Regions from separate parts of the Zea mays genome. Here region 1 is linked to region 2. A link is a contact called in public Hi-C data. All regions are on one chromosome and are shown on one strand. The core of a region is the stretch at or near the end of the contact, and the rest is flanking DNA. Distances in the headings are between cores, read along the strand shown. Region 1 holds the start of LOC103650909. Region 2 holds the start of LOC100283113 (auxin-inducible protein).

Evidence for each region. Hi-C and Micro-C count contacts between places; a contact is called where the count stands out from the background.
Region 1: a contact with region 2 is called in a Hi-C map of ear, with 1.7 times the contacts expected there. The contact joins the promoter of LOC103650909 here to the promoter of LOC100283113 in region 2. A contact is called at or near these places in 4 of 25 Hi-C or Micro-C datasets (bundle sheath, ear, endosperm and 1 more).

What each region holds. Positions count from the first base shown.
Region 1 is chr3:174,686,809-174,689,508 of Zm-B73-REFERENCE-NAM-5.0, reverse strand. It overlaps LOC103650909, which reads right to left and starts at 1,349. Exons shown (of 1, transcript XM_008676500.2): 1 at 1-1,349. The coding sequence starts at 1,118.
Region 2 is chr3:174,371,473-174,374,172 of Zm-B73-REFERENCE-NAM-5.0, reverse strand. It overlaps LOC100283113 (auxin-inducible protein), which reads left to right and starts at 1,319. Exons shown (of 1, transcript NM_001156015.2): 1 at 1,319-2,080. The coding sequence starts at 1,584. The coding sequence ends at 1,928.

The sequences.
Region 1 (2,700 bases), core at 100-2,599, 320 kb before region 2:
GTGCCGTCGAAGAACGGGAGCCGCCCGGCGACGGCGCTGAGGTGGAGCGGGATGAGCCCGCGGGACGCCACGAACGAGCCGAACGGCGAGCCGAGGTCGAGGGTCGTGGTCACCACGGTGACCCCGCGCTCCGCCATGCGCGCCGCGAACGTGCCCGTGCCGCCGCCGATGTCGAGGCCGATCCGTACCGTGCCTCGCGGCTTGGAGGCCAGCACGGTGTCGATGTCGTAGTCGAGGTCCCCGCCCTGCCCGACCCACCGCCGCTGCTCCTTGCCGGCGGCGAGGTCGAAGCACGCCTCGCAGCCGTGGTGGTGGCTGTGGCTCCCCGGGCGGCGGCGGGCGCTGTCCACGAGGCACGAGTAGTTCTTGCACGCGTAGGGCGCCCACGAGACGGACTTGTCCGGCGGGACCACCCACAGGCTCTCCGGGAACGGCGTCGGGTCCGGGAACCCGGCTGGCCCGCGCGCGCGGCACCGGCGCCTCGGCAGCGGCTCGCATCCCCTGAGCATCAGACGCTCCGCGAGCGCCGCGTCGGGCGGGCAGTCGCCGGTCACGTTGTACCGCATGTACTTGTTGAGCTCGTCGCGGTGGCGGTGGCACGCCGCGCCGATCGCCGGATACAGCTTGTCGGAGTCGAGGTTCGGGGTGTAGCCGAACGGGAGCGTGTGCGGGCCGAGCGCGACCGTGAGCTCCTCGTCCGGCGTCAGCTTCGGCGGCAGCGCGTCCCGCTTCATCTTTCCGGAGTTGGAGATGAGCCTCTTGATGATCGCGTCGGTGGCCTCGACGCGATTGTGGAGGTCGACGGCGAGGCTCTGGCTGGAGGAGAGGACGCTGAACGCGAAGTCGAGTGCGGAGTCGCCGCCGCTGCCACCGGTCCCAAGGCCGGTGACGCGCGAGAAGGTGACGGACAGGAGGATGGAGATGGAGTTTGTGACGACGAAGAGGAGGAGGGTCTTGGTGCGGCCGGAGTGGTGCCTCTTCTTCGCGGTGGCATGGTGAGGCGCCGGCGGTGCATGGGTGGCGCTGCTGCTGGTTGCGCCGGCGGCGGGGGCGTCCATGTCCATCAGAGACTGGTGATGGGTATTTGGCTTTCTTGGATAGCCTTCCATGATGCCCATCTGCAGTTCATGCAATGCAAGAGTGCGTGTAGGTTGCCCTCTTCATCTATATATCGCACTACCTTCTGATCTCTTCGTGCTACGGGCATTTCTGCATTTGGGACTAGAAAACACAGTAATCAACCATGACATGTTAGTCTTGCGTAATCAAACAGCACTGACAAGTGAACAGCATTGCAGCATTATTGTTGCCACATTTGGGTATAAAATTCTCTGTTGATATCAACAGGCCGGATGGCAAGCAGTGGATGGATGGGTTGTAGGAGAGTCTTTGGCTGCCCTTGGGGTGTCCTTTGCGTATGTCCTCAGCCATATGCGTGGACTTCGCAGTTACCATAGCAATTTTTCTCCCAATTTGCATTCTAATATAGCCCCTCTTGCGCCAATGTCCAGTATATAGCATTTTATCCTTCAACCTGCTCCATTTTTCTAGGTGGGTGTTTGGGATGGCTTCGGTTTCCGGCTCACGTGGAACTATGGTTTATAATATCAATTTAAATATTTTAAAAATATTTTTGATCTAAATAATAAATAAAACGACTTATCTAAATGTTTTGTAACGACTTACAACTCATCTCTATAATTTTCTGTAGCACCTAATGACCTGCTCTATCAACTTCACCAAATTTTCTGAAGCTGAAGATGTCCCAAACAAGACAAGTCTACTGCTACGTTTGTGTGAGTAACTGTCCCTTTTTGTTACACTTCTCCATATGCGTTGGTTTTCCAAAAATCCAAAAAAATAATCAAAAGAGTTATTTTTTATCCAAAGTCATAGCCAAAAAGTTTTTGGCTGATACAACTTTTACATCACCTTCACCCCTAATTTTCACCTAGTGCCACTTTTAAATTTTCATAAAATACCCACCTACCATTGACTATGTTGTGTGCGAGTGTGTTTTATTTCGCTCCATCGTGATAGACGAGCACACTCGTCTAGGAAAAGTCGATTGGCGCTTGTTCGAGAGTGGTGCTCGTCAGCGGGTGCGATTGAATCTGACGATGTTGACCACACAGTTAGAATTAAGATTAGCCAATGATTCACATTCATCCTTAATTTGTGGGATTCAATCACTAGCTTTTGTTGGGCTCTTAACACTCCCTTTTTTATGATTTTAAAACCTTATTGGACAAACAAGGTAACGATATTGCTGGTGTATCTTGAAGTCCTAAAAAGCTGATGGAGAAGTAAGCAGAAATTATATGACATGTTCATGGGTTATTGTTATAATGTGCTCTCTCTCCATCTCGAATTATAAGTCTAAACTGAAGAGTCAAATCATCACATACCAACTTTATATGATAAAATAATAATATTTATGATACCAACTAAATATTATTAGATTCTTCATTAATTATATTTTTATAGTATACATATTTGATGTTATAATTTTTTAACTATCTTTATAAATTTAGTTAAACTTAAGATACCTTGAGTCTCCAATAAAATTTAAATAACTTATAGTTTAAAATAAAAGGAGTACTCGTTTGAAAAAAAAAACTCTATAAGGCAAGCCCATAAGAAAGCTTAAACAATAGTATATGGCATTGATATTCTCCTAAAAAACCTGTTATTTACGAC
Region 2 (2,700 bases), core at 70-2,569:
ACGTAAGAAAAGAGTTAAAATTGGAAAAATAAAATAAAATCTAAAACGTAAAGGCCATCTTATTCAAAACCTCAATCATCCACGGTTCCTTAATATGTTATGTTGGCTTTTATTAGTAAAGAAGATGTTGTCCAATAGAATATTCTTAAAATTATATACATATATGAGCTCGATTGTCTAACATCGCAGTTTATGTGTATCTCTAATGAACTTATGAAGAGACATTGGAGTACTATGTATATGCTCCACACGACAAGGGAACTAATGGTAGCAAAGTACTGGTTATAGCTTTGAGCGAAACTCATTCACACAAAACTTACAAGGCATAGTCCATTGGCATGTTGTGGGTTGGTGTAGCTTCGAATTATAGGCGGAAATTTAATTTAATAGTCTCTACTCAAACACTAGTATATTAAACAATAATGAACAATGACAAAACTATAGATGGGCATTTGAGATCGGGAGAGTAGGTCTCTGAAACATGTCGCCTTCGAGATCCTGCACGGGGAGAGAACGAATAAGGTTTTTAGGAGCGTCTTCACACGTCTGCTTGCGTTCAACGTCGTCAACCCTGCTTCTTCCACCCGCGTCATCTACCGATATGTCTGATTAATACGCGTCATCTGATTTGATCTCGTGCTTCAATCCAATCTACTTCAATCCAATCTATTATGGTAGAGGTGTGTGTATTTTTATAATTATACTGTTAAATAACTTGCTAGATTAGACTATTTATTGTTGATCATGATTTATATTCGGAATGTAATCTGGATTATATCTAATTATTCAACAGTTTGCATACGCAAGCATCCATAAGTAGAAAGGGACACGATCCGGACGTGCATACATACGGCGACGGCAGCACGTATGTTGTCCTCATCCAGCGGGGACGAACACTGAACCTGCAGCAGGCAGCCGCCCGACGCCGAACGTGTCGGCCGGGTCGGCTTGCGGCACGTTAGGTTGGTCTGTACTCTGGACTCTGGAGCAAGCCAAAAGGCGACCAACGAGCACGCACCGGCATCCCACACCCCCGCCACAGTTCCTGAAACGCATGCAGTCCATGCCCCCCTGCCGGCGCGCCGCACGTCTGCACCGCCCACATACAGCGCACCTGCATGCGCCGGCCGAAGATCCTCGTGAATCGTGACCCCGTCCCCAAGCCCAGCAACATGGCCATCTCCCTGTGTCCTGTCATACACACGCAAGCCGCCGTACGGCCACGACCGTCTGACGGGTTCATGGAATACGAGGTTCCGCGGACCGCATGCAGGCAGTACAACTCAGGTCAAAATGTGCTGCTGAATGCGCATGCCCTGCTGCCTCGGCTCCGCGTCGTTGGTTCAACGAACCGAGCAGCCGCCCAGCTTGTATATTACCCGCGCTCCCCGTTCTTCGGCAGCCCTTCCCTTCTTTATTCATGGACTAGTAGTAGCTAATCTATCTGCTGGTCTCCCTTCAGCTGCCGACGATCGGAGGGATCATCAGCTGGCTGTCCGAAATCCCGAACGAGCTTTGCGGGCGGTAGCTCTGCCTCTGAGGCTCATCTCGATCCCGTGTCCAAAAAAAAGGCAGCATCATCCATGGACCGGAGGCCGCCGGCGAGGAGGAGACCAGGCGATCCCCACCGCAGGGGCGCAGCAATGCACGGCGCCGTCGAGCAGCAGAAGCAGCACCGCGGGCGGCGGCCGCAGGGAACGGTGCCGCCGCCGCCCGCGGGCTACTTCACCGCGGAGCTGCTGCTGGCGTTCGTGTTCGTGGCCGTGTCGCTGGCGTTCCTCCCGCTCGTGCTGCCGCCGCTCTCGCCGCCGCCGTTCCTGCTGCTGCTGGTGCCCGTGGGCCTGCTGGCCGTGCTCCTCGCGCTCGCCTTCGTGCCGCTCGACGCGCACAGCCACCTCGTCGTCGTCGGCTCCGGCTCGTCCCGCTGACGAGGCGGAGAGGGTTTAGGCCGCCGCCGCCGCCGCCGTACATAGAAATGATGTCTAGAATGAGTCGGATTTAGTTGCTGTTTTGGTTGATTCAGGATGTATTTTGCTGTAAACTGTTCAGATCGGCTGGATTGTAACGATCATGGAACTTGGTTAGTTGGGTTCCCATGCCAAATGCAGGAGGTACGCATGTTGTTTCCTGCTCGAACATAGTATCCTCCTTTGAGAAGAGAGAATCTGATATTTCACATTACATAGAAAGTCGCTTTTTACCGTATCCTCCTCCTCCTCCTCCACTAGAAAGAATCTTTAAAACACCTCCCTCATCAGGCCGTAGAATTTCCTCGTCCGGCCACACCACCGCACCCCAACCCAAAACACAGCTTTCCGTGCACGCACGCGTCTCACGTTTTGCTCACGGCCGGCGTGCCTCTCCGGCCCGGCCCGTACGCTGCGATTCTGGAGCAGCGCCGGCGGGAATAAAAGCCGCACCTGCGTCACATGGACGATAGAGAGCAAATGAAACGACGACGTGGTGCTGCCGCCCGCCGAATCGATATAAAAGCCGTCTAATAAACGATCAGGTCCCACGAGACAGGACGTGTGCAGCAGCTAGCATTCGTGGTCTGCTGACGGATGACGTGTACCTCACCAACCGAACAGCAGCGAAGCTTCCCGGCTGGTGTGGCGGCGCACGCAACCAGATCGTTGCGCTGCGTCGGACGCATGGTCCAACCTCCTACGTCCTGGGCCTGGCGACCGATCGGCATGA